2 separate regions of the Zea mays genome follow, and region 2 is linked to region 1. A link is a contact called in public ChIA-PET data. All regions are on one chromosome and are shown on one strand. Each heading gives the region's core, a stretch centred on a gene start, on an enhancer-like site or on the middle of the called end of the contact. The rest is flanking DNA. Distances are from core to core; before and after follow the strand shown.

The links. ChIA-PET counts read pairs in DNA pulled down with a chosen protein or histone mark.
Region 2: a contact with region 1 is called in an H3K4me3 ChIA-PET map of seedling, with 9 times the contacts expected there. The contact joins the promoter of LOC100502394 here to the enhancer-like site in region 1. A contact is called at or near these places in 8 of 25 Hi-C or Micro-C datasets (ear, leaf, leaf mesophyll and 2 more) and 1 of 3 datasets of contacts at active chromatin or transcription factors (seedling).

Annotation. Positions count from the first base shown.
Region 1 is chr9:119,243,584-119,248,871 of Zm-B73-REFERENCE-NAM-5.0, reverse strand. LOC103638912 reads right to left here. Exons shown (of 63, transcript XM_008661702.3): 58 at 4,614-4,772; 59 at 4,263-4,538; 60 at 3,972-4,172; 61 at 3,837-3,889; 62 at 3,521-3,629; 63 at 2,567-3,344. The coding sequence ends at 2,991. Among protein-coding and RNA genes, the nearest start is that of LOC103638913, 65 kb to the left of the region's middle. Within about 2 kb of position 2,686, at least 10 of the 20 cell types and tissues checked have an H3K27ac peak or open chromatin away from gene starts, as enhancers often do. A contact at or near this core is called in leaf, root tip and seedling, where this site is marked.
Region 2 is chr9:119,316,544-119,322,661 of Zm-B73-REFERENCE-NAM-5.0, reverse strand. LOC100502394 (Beta-amylase 3 chloroplastic) reads right to left here and starts at 3,434. Exons shown (of 4, transcript NM_001365548.1): 1 at 2,769-3,434; 2 at 1,947-2,157; 3 at 1,719-1,829; 4 at 554-1,645. The coding sequence starts at 3,307. The coding sequence ends at 845.

The DNA.
Region 1 (5,288 bases), core at 1,437-3,936:
TTCGCTTCACAGCCACTAAGTGACACTCCCTTGGATCAGATTGAAATCTAGCACACATGCATACACTAAGCATAATATCCGGTCTACTAGCACATAGATAAAGTAAAGACCCTATCATAGACCGGTATGCCTTTTGATCAACGGACTTACCTCCTTTGTTGAGGTCGACATGTCCGTCGGTTCCCATTGGCGTCTTTGCGGGCTTGGCGTCCTTCATCCCAAACCGCTTTAGCAAGTCTTGCGTGTACTTTGTTTGGGAGATGAAGGTGCCATCCTTGAGTTGCTTCACTTGGAACCCAAGGAAGTAGCTCAACTCGCCCATCATCGACATCTCGAATTTCTGCGTCATCACCCTGCTAAACTCTTCACAAGACTTTTGGTTAGTAGAACCAAATATTATGTCATCGACATAAATTTGGCACACAAAGAGGTCACCATCACATGTCTTAGTGAATAAAGTTGGATCAGCTTTCCCAACCTTGAAAGAATTAGCAATTAGAAAGTCTCTAAGGCATTCATATCATGCTCTTGGGGCTTGCTTAAGTCCATAGAGCGCCGAAACCCGAGAGCAGCCAGTTCGCCAGAGCCAGCCTGGCGCACCGGACACTGTCCGGTGCACCCAGACTGCGCAGAGTCTTGGCTGCTCAGCCAAGTCTTTTCCAAATTGGTCTTTTCCTGTTTCTAGCACTTAGACACAATACATTAGTCTCCAAAACAATGTACTAAGTCTTAGAAACATACCTTTTCTCTTGATTTGCACTTCTTAAGTCTTTGGCACAAATATTACTCAAAGCATTTGTGTGGAGAACTTAATCACCAAAATCTTATGGAAATCTCCCAAGGGTACATTTCCCTTTCAATTTCTTCTTCTTTCCAAGAAGAGGGGTAGCAACAGCATTAGCACCATCAGAAGGTTCACCGACAACTTGGTCATCGATGCGAGCATTGCCATCCTCCATAATTGGGGCTTGCACTTCATTCTCATTAGACCCATTCTCAATATCAACTATAACATCCACAACCATAGCACTGCAAATCACAAATGACTAAATAAGTGGTCGTGAGGCTGTACCTGACTACCTATAGCAATAATTGACGCCGAGGCTGTACACAACTACACATCCAGATGTTGAGGCTGTACCTGACTACCTGTATGTAGCTGTAGACACCGAGTGGTCGTGGCTATTTGATCTGGGCGGTGTGGGCGCACAATCGCTGTTTGACCTAGCCGGCGTGGGCGCTGTCTTGATGGGTGACGCCGTGACGGGTGGCGCTGCCACGCTGGCCAGAGTAAAGGGTTGACCAGAACCGGATCACCGCTCACTGGACCGCGAAGCGCGGCGGCTGAGGGCTAACCCCTGGGCGCTGGCGGCTCGCGACTTGGCGAGTGTGCTGTGTGCGGGCAAACGGGCAGTGCGGTGCGACGGCGGATGGGCGGAGGCGCGGAGTGCTTAGCGGCTAGGTCTGCTTTTAGCCGAGCTGCCGAGCTGGTAAAGTGGTGAGCGCCTGGTCCTGCTTTGAGTGCTTTCCGTTGGGCGCCTGAGCTGCTGAGCGTGTGGCCGGCCATGCCTAACCTAGTGACCTTTACTAGATGGGCCGCCTATCAAGCAGAAGTAGCAAGCGTTTAGCCCAATCCGGGTACCCGCCCGAATGGTACCCGTATCCTACCTGGGATTTTCGGGTACTTACCGGATATTAGTGATTTCGTATCCTACTCGATATCCGGGTAGTACTCGTATCCATCCCGAAAAACAAAAATACCCGTATCTATATTCGAAATTTCGTCCCGTTTTCGTACCCATATCCGGTACCCGTTCCGGGTACCCGTCTCGTTTTCATCCCTAACTAGGAAGGCTGGGATGGAGGTAGAGATGAGGAGGTCGCGGCGGTTGGGAAGGAGAGCCTGCGACAACGGCAGCTCACGACAGTGGTTGAAAAAAGGATTAGGCCCTAACTTTAACCTATTCTGGTATCATGCTACTAACCTTAAATTAGAGGAAGTATGATTAGTCCTGAGAACTTCTTAGGGCCCGTTTGGCACAGCTCCAGCTCCTGATTCTAAGCGAAGATTTGGAGGAGCCGTGCCAAACGGGTATTTTTTTAAACTGATTCTCATGTGGAGCCGAAAGATCGGGAGTCGTTTTTGTGAAGAAAGGTGGGATCTAAAAAAACCTGCTCCACCCTCCCTTAAAACAGCTCCTCAACCAACCAAATATAGACCTCCCCTTAAAGTTTGATCGAAATTACCCGCAATTGCCATTGGACAAAAACATAATGAGCCAATTTATGAATTAAACATTTGAGACCATTTTATGCACTACTATGATGAAAATATTTTATATGTTATTGTTTCATATTTTTTTCCGTATATATATCCTACTTATTGGTTTGTAACAAAGTTGAACTGCAAAGGGTAAAACAGACAATCGCCATAGGCCACCAACCCTCAGAAGACAAGAATCAGTTTACTTGCCAAACGGTTTTAAAAATGATTCTGATTTTCTAGGAAAATCAGGAGGATCAGCTCCTCACGAGGATCAGAATCTGAAGCTAAAGAAGCAGGAGCTGAAGTTTTACCAAACGGGCCCTTAGTAGAATATATAGCCACAACTAGTATGGCCCACGTCCACATGGGCCTTAACAACCTTAAATTAGAGAAAGTATGATTAGTCCTGAGAACTTCTTAGTAGAATATGTAGCCACAACTAATATGGCCCACGTCCACATGGGCCTTAACAAATGTAGCTGGACAAAAACTATATCAAACGTTACAAAACTTTACATTTACAACCTTTAACCTACTATTCTAGTATACAACACTTCCGTCAACCCGAGTGTTGGCATGCAAGGCTCTGTCCTCTGTGTATGCTTTGACAACGGAGAAATGGAGTGATCCGAAAGAAGTGGCATTCTTCGAGCTTTCTTGCACGAGACTTGCCCTTTGTCCCAGCCGAGTTCTCTTGCACGCACAAGCATCATGTGCAGCTTCTTCATGCACGGGACGTTTGAGTCTCTGATGCTTGCTGCAGAAATGACTCCAATATCTTCTTGGGCCTTAGCTCAGATTGTTCTTTTGGGACACGAAGTGCCATGAACTGCATTGAGGCGCTCTGAACTTGGTAGATATAGCATCCCCATGGGTAAGCATCCGATGAGGCCCATATGATTTGCTCCTCATACGCGGCATCCTCCGCGAGTCTCTCATCCACACAGAAAGCACAGTCAAGAGTGGGCTCCTTGAATGAAGGGACAGCAACACACCCAAGAGCTACGTATCCCCCCGGTGGCCTTGGAAGCCATATTGATACAGGGCTCTTGTAATCCTCAGCACAATTTCTCCAAACCTGCAGGCAAACATGAGAGCCAAATCTGTCAAAAGGACTTTCTCCCCCATATGGTGTTCCAAAATTTTAAAAAAACTGCCATTTATGCATGATAAAGGTAACAGAAGGCTTATATTATTTCTGTGTAAGCTCAACACTGGTCAAGCATGTGTGACGAAGTCCCATTGAAAACTGACCAGGTCATAGCCAAGAGGCAGTGCAAAGTTCCCATTGATATTCTTGTATACAGCAGCAAAATGCGGTGGATGGATGCCAACATGCGCAATATCACCAATTGAGACATACCTGAAATAATTTTCTCAGTACCTTCGATATGTAAGCAGTTAGTCCCTCTATTCCAAAATGTATGTTGTTCTAGCTTTTTTAATACATAGCTTTTGCTACGCAGATCTAGATATGTAATAAAAGCTATGTATCCAGAAAAGCCACAACAATTTATAATTTGGAACGAAGGGAGTACATTAATGGGTTATATCATGTCAAAATTCATACCCATTAGGGCAGAGAGGCCTCCATATGCTGAACACCCTTCCGTCATCCGCAATCTAAAGTAAACATCAACGGTAGTTTTACATCACACATCTGAAATATTTTCTTCTTTAATCCATTCAGATTCTGCTGACTTACCTGCTTGGCAACTAGTTTGCATCGGCTCTGAATTTCTGGTTCACTGCTCCACATTTTCTGAAAGTGAACTGTATTGTTTATGAACTGTTGCTCAACATCAGTAGAGGTTCCTCCCGAGCTTAGCAAAGGCCTAGATAAACTGTGGGATTCCTTTTTATCATCATCTGACACAAAATACACATGACGCTGGCCTGATGGAACCTATTATGGTTTTGTCCAGAAGCACCAGTTCAGTTCAGGAAGGAGGGTTGGTTGAAAAAAAAAACTCAATTCAGGAGAACAAGAGATTACCTTCAATGGTATAACTTTCATTGCTGCTTGGTGAGATCTCCACATTTTCCGAATTGAACAGCAAAGTGAAAGAGCCTGAGGTTCCCGTTCGTTGTCAATGTTGCACTTAATAAGCCTTACAAAGTTCTCTGACCTCCTAAAATTCTTCAGATGTATGATTACATGTGAAGGCCTCTGATACCCAGCTTTTGCTAGCTCCAATGAAAGTACTTCTTCCCAAGGAACATCCCAAAGTATTTTAGAAGGTTTCTTGTCCATTTTATCTAGATCCAAGCACTACAAACAAAGAACATCAGTTCTAATCAAACTTTTGAAGTAACAGTAATACGATCAGGAAGGAGTAAGCCTTACCTGAAGCAGCATCACCCGCTTATTAGTTACTAAAGCAATCCTCTGGCTTGGTAAAATAAAATGGTCTTCATAGTAATCAGACCATGCGTACTTAGAAGGTTCTCGAAATAAATCCGTGCATGCAAAATATCTGCTAGCTTCTGCCAGATAAAGGGCCATCTGAAGAACAGAGTAATTAAATAAGGGTACATGCCAAAAATCTGACTAGAACTATACTAACATTGCAATTACTCCGTCCAGAAATGATAGGCGTATTTGACCATAAGAAGTCATACAAAATAGAGTGACCTGTAATTCTATTATAGTATGCGCGAAAGGGCCTCTAGCCTAATCTTTAAAGTCTTCCGAGTAGCAGCTCCCAAGTTCCGGGTTCGATTCCCCTCGGGGGCAAATTTTTTGGCTTGGTTAAAAAAATCCCCACGTTATGCCCCATCAGCTCTCAGGTTACGATGTCCTGTGCGCCATCCTCCGGTTGGTCCGTTACCATGATTTTTAAAGCGATAAGGCGAGACAAGGCGTTGGTCGTTGGACCACTGCTTAGATGCCTAGGCGAGCAAGGCGCCTGGGCGTTGGACCTCTGCCTGGACACCTAGGCGTCGCCTTAAGAATAGTGGCCGTTACAGAGTGTATAGTTGATGCCGGCCCGTTAGTGATGGAAGGCCAGGGTTCGGGTAT
Region 2 (6,118 bases), core at 2,185-4,684, 73 kb before region 1:
ATCGACATCTTCATCAAGGGGTTACCTTCGAGTGTATTTAGACTTTCGATCCAGTCTCAACATCTATACAGATAGAGTTGCGATTGCGCGGTGTGTTAGAATCCCGTTTAGGCTATGTTTGGATACTCTAGTATTCACCCCAATGCACATGGGTTGAGGTGGACTGAGGTGTAAATTAGTTTAATTTACACATCAACCTATGTGTATTGGAGTGAATACTAGAGCACCCAAACAAGCCCTTAGGGTTTGGGGTTCTCCCCGCGTAATTACTCACACCCCTGTGTAATGGGCCAGACCCAGTTAACTAAAGTCTATTAATATATTACTCATCCCTAAGACAGGGTTAGGGTTTCCCACAGTTTGGCAAATAGTCTGTGAAGTGATTCTTGAGGGTTTAGTGGGGAGGGGGTAGGTTGGGAGCGCAATTTTTTTTGGCTCCTACCTTCTAGTACAAAATAGAGACTATATTCACTCTACTTTCACCATGGAGCGGTTCAGATTTTTACCGTTTAATTCTGCGGGAGTGATTCTTCCCTAAGTTCCTTCCAAGCATGGCCTTAATTGTAGTAATTGGCATTTCTATTTTCCTTCAGCTAAATTTATGACAGTGAAAGTCACCAAGCTGCTCCTTATAATACAGTTTGAAATGGAACAAATAAACTGAAGATAGCCTAAGTTCTGACATGCCTGCCTCCTTATCTACCTGCTCGATTACAGCCTATAAAACTTTGCAACCTGAAGGCCCTGAATTTATACAGTTCTCCTGTGTACGTTATACAACAGCTCGGCGCATGTGTCTGTATGCATTATGCAAGCACATGCATGGGCATCTACCGATGACCACCTACAATGCTGCGGTGGTGGCGGCGCCCTTGGCCTCCGCCGCCTTCCTCTCCTTGGCGGCGTCGACAAACCCGACGTACAGGTCCGAGTGCCCCGTGTCACACCGCGGCAGCGCTGGCCTCGCGCCACCGTCGGCCATAGCCCTGACGAAGGACACGAACCGCCCCCAGTTGTCGCCGTCGAAGAGCGTCTTGTTCATGCGCAGATACGTGAACGCGGCCAGGCCTGCGCCGCGCGCCGTCGACACCACCTGCGAGAACGCCGCATCGTCGTACCGCTCCAGCGCGTTCTCGCCGGCGAGCTGCACGCCGGCGGCGCTGGTCGCAGCCTTGACCTGCTGCACCAGCAGCTCGGGGGAGCAGCTGGCGTGCTGCGGCTGCTGCTCGTCCTTCATCTCCATGCACGTGAAGTTGAGCACAGCGCCGCGCTTGGCCAGCATGCGCGCGATCGGCGCGTACCCGTCGCGGCCCCGCGTGTTGTAGTACCCGGCCGTGAGCTCCGCCGCGTGGGACCGGGTCCGGTAGTGCCAGTGGATGCCGGCGACCTTGGCGGAGAGCGTTGCGCCCGTGCCGCCGAACACGGCCTCGGCCGCGTCCATGACGCGGTCACCGTGCTCCAGGAGCATGCCCGAGTACCACTCCAGGAAGAAATGCCCATACTCGGTGCTCCACGTGCCCTCGCGCCGGAAGAAGCCCGTGTCGTCGGGCATCTGCTTGTACTCGCCGGCGTCGTGCGGTCCGCCCCTCCCCCACTCCTCGTGGCCCGACGCCACCGCCGCGGCTTCCAGCGATGCCCGCATGTACTGTACCAACGCACAACAACTCAGCAAACTTTCACCGGCAACTCCGAATACCTTTCCAATCAAGTGCGCCTACCTTGTCATAGCACTGGAACTCCCCGATGCCCGGGAAACGCCATGTTCCGTTGGCCTCAGGGTACGAAGGATACCTCAGCTCTCCACAAGGACCCATACCCACTTGGATCTCCTGCAACAGTGAGACACGAGTGGTTTAGCCTAAGATCACAACATCATGCATGGCATTTTTATGGTCAACTGCTATTGCAACGTTAAGTGATCGTAGTAACGGTGGCTGGTTAATTACCGCGATGACATTGCCGAGGTAGTCGCGGAACCTCTGGCGGAAGCTGCGCATGTAGTCGGTGTAGACCTGGATGGGGGTCCGGCCCCTGAGCACTGGAAGTGTGTCGCAGCCGAGGGAGATGTACTCGGGATTCCGGCGTCCGGACCTGTCCGTGTATACGATGTTCGGGTTGCTGCTCATCTCCTCCAGCACCCATGGCGGCAACGGGATGCTGCAAACATCAGAGCAACCAACATCGATCAATTAACCAAGTTTGCTAGGTATACTCTAAATTTTGTTCAATTACTTGTGTTGCAAAAATTATGCCAACTTAATCAGGCACAACTTGCGGCTGTTGGTTAGCAGTTTAGCACTAGAAACATGATCAGACACAATTTAGTGTTGTTAGTTAGCAGTTTGCAAAATTGTGACCGCTTAATCAGGCACAACTCTCTCTCATGTGAGAGGAACGTCTCTGCTCTGTTCTCCATAATTTTCTCCGTTTTTTTATTTATCGCGTTTTAGTTAAAAATGAACTAGCCGGCCACAAATATTCGAGATAGGAGGAAATGGTAGTATTCTGGTTGCTTGCCTACCGGGAAATAACATAGCAAATCCTTGCGTTCAAGGGACCAACAAATGAAAAAGGCCAGAAACACCGGATAAGGAGGCCTAACCGTCTACCGAACCCAGTAACCAGTTAACCACCTGTTTTTAGATTAGACACCTTTGAAGCTAAGAACAGCAATTGGCTACTCGAAACCTTCTACATCGCAGTAGATTTCACGCTACCATATCTGAACTCATAAGCATCTAGGTGATTTATAGAATAGAGATGCTTACTTGCAGGTGTCGCCGACGTTGCCACCGCACTGGTGGAAGGACATGACGGCCTGGAGCCGGAGGCCGGCGCGTTCCACCATGCGCACGAGCTCGGCGTAGGCCTCCCAGTCGTAGCGGCCGGGGCCCTCCCGCTCCACCACGCCCCACCACACGTCCACCATCACGCCCTCCACCCCGGCGCCCCGCAGCGCCATCAGACTAGCCGCCACCGCGCGCTGCCGCGACAGCTGGCCGCCTGGCCCCACCGTGTCCAGCGGCAGCATCACGTACACCGGCACCCCGCCGCGCGGCAGCCCGTGCTGCTGGCCCGCGCCGCCTCCGTGCAGCAGCTCGGCCGCCTCCGCCGGCGCGCGGTGCGTCGCCGGCGAGGGCGCCGTGGCCGTGGCCGCGGCCGCCCGGAGCGCGCGCGGCCTGCGGCTGGGCGCAGGCGGCACGGAGACGCAGCAGGGCGGCGCCTCGTCGGTGGGTTTGTGGAGGAGCTTGGAGGCGGGGTCCACATGCGACAGGAACGACGTCGAGGAACGCAGCGTCAGAGCCATAGTTTCGCCTCTGGATCCACAGCCAATCAGCAGACAGGGCCGCAACACGAACGCACAGAAGCTTGTGCTTGACGAGAGAGAGAGAGGAGGGGGCGATTTGAACAAGATGGTTTCAACTTGGTTGGAGATAGCTGAACAAATGGGAGGAGATCGAGTCTCGGCGTGCGCTGGGAGCTCTATTTATAGAGGAATTGCCGGGGGACGATGGCGATGGATCGCACGGGCGCTTATCCGTAATCAATTTATTAACGACTAGGATTAGGACTAATCAAGTGGACGCGATCTAGTTGGAGACTGACGATTGCGTCAGCGTACCTACCCGTCCGTCCGTTCCGTTGCATGCTACGGCTTTTTGAGCGCCGCTGGCGATCTTATCTAAATTATTTTATTTAATTTGTCTCGTCTGCAGGAAGCAGCTATTGCCTCTGCTTGACACCTGTCCTGCACAAACACTATCCAACCACATATTCGCATGCATACTACGGCAGCAAATTCATACTTGCATTGATAGCAAGTCTGAAAAAAGCTTGAGTCCCGCGAGCCGTCTTGAGTTCGGACCGGCAGTGCGGTTGGCGGTTGCTAGTACAGTACCATGGCTGACGTGTGACGCCGACAGGCTGCTAAGCTAAACTATCTCTAGAGCTAACCAGTGTTGTATAGTACTCACAACCACAACCCAGCCAAAGCGGATTAGGCTTCGTTTGGATATATGTGGTTATCGTCCACCGGTAAATAGGGACGAAAACGGTCGGAAATGGTCGGTAAACACTAAAACCATTACCGTTTTCATATTTTTTATCGGAAACAAAATCGAAAACGGTAACTCCGGAAACGGAAACGATATTGGTATTTCGGAAACATCGGAAATAAAAGTTTGGTGCAGAAAATACACCGGTAACGATCGAAATCTAAAATACGATCCGTAAACATATCAAACTTCACAATACAACAAAGTTGACAAAAGATCACAAAGACCACAAGTTCACAATTCATCATATAACAAGTTCACAAGGATCACAAGTTTATAATATAAAAAGTTTACAAAGATCACAATATAACAAGTTCATAAATATCACAAGTTCACAGACTTAAAGTTCACAATTCACAATATCCACTCGATCTAGCTGACATGGCATGCTTACTTATAAAATATTTTTTTCTCACATATAGAGTTTTTCAGAACCTCACAGAAAAACCCTAAAACCTATTGTGTGGAAAAGACAGACTGTCGGCTCTCTATCATTATATATTACTAATACGTAACATGTATATAGAAAATGGTGGATTTGTTCGAGAGACCAAATCGTTAATCCAACACCATCTATCCAAAAAAATCTTAAGGCATCCAAAAAAATACAAAAATAAGTAATCCTTATCTAGAGACGTATAGACGATGCGAAAAATCACATGATGGAAAATTCCAAAAAATTCCGAGACATAAATCTGATAATTTCTGACAAAACCGGTAACCGAAGGAAATGGTCGGTAAAACACCATATCGATTTCGATAGAAAATTCCGAAAACGATTCCATTTTCGAAAAATACCGTTACCGGTGAATCCGATCGAAAAATTTCGAAATCGGTTTCCGGAATTCCGAAAAATTTTGAAATCGTTTTCATCCCTACTGGTAACTCAACCCACACGTGGTTTGGGTTAATACCTAGCAACCACCCAATCCCAGCCGTCACCCGTCCAAGCCTGGCCTTTTGTTTAGACCCACGTCCGACTCCACTCCGCCAGCTCCCAGTCTCAGATTGAGATAAATGCTGGTACTTATACTCAACTCTATTTTTTATCTTGTTTGTAGATTTTCATAAATACGTACATGTGAATAAAGATTAAAAATAAAATAATAAACACTTAACAACAATGATCATATTACTCAAAAATCCGCTAGAGAAAAATAAAAGAAAATAAAAATTAGAAGATAAGCCATAAAGTTAAGAAACTTAAAACACATGTGATATTTAAAATTGAACCAGAGTCATTGATTCAACATACATAGTCCTTACTACAATATGCATGATTAGATTTGAATCAGCTAATAAGAGAATCCATTAGGTAATAAGAAAAATCTGCAAGATCTCATCTTTAATTTAACAGATTACTTAAAAGTTGCAAACAAGTAGTGTCATGGCTAAAGTTAAATATCCATCTCTGTTTGTCTTAAATCAAACAATAGCACAAATTGCAGCTTTCTTTCCTTATGCTGGACGATACTACAAAATCATCCTTCATTACTTTAGCTTCATATATCTGTTGGAAAGAAAACATAAATTAAACTTAACTCTTAATTGTCTTTATAACAGACCCAAAACAGAAATCAAAATTCATTATAATAAATTGTCATATGTTATCTAAAAATGTTGGATTGTCATAGTAAAAGTAAACAAGGCTTATGAAGCCACTTGTTTTCAAGTGACATCTAATCCAGAAACAAGCAAAAGAATCATCCAATGTAAGAAAAGTAACTACAGATGTGTACCGGACTATAGAGAATGAAATGTAAAATTTAGTACAAATGGACCATACAGAGAATAAATTATAAAGTGTTGTGGCAAATTGGCTGAAATAGAAGAGTTGTGGCAAACCGACTATTAAAAACATAGAGAAACATAGTAAAGCTACTGCTCTAGAACAGCTGAACTACAGGGAAACAAAATAACTCTGAAATTTCTAAACAAACAGACAAAGATTGCAGTTTCTACTGATTTTCATAAGTAATGCTACTTAAGACATCCATATAACTAAATTAAAAACAAGTTAAAAGGGATGAGAAGAGGATCAATACCATATCATGTTCTTGCAA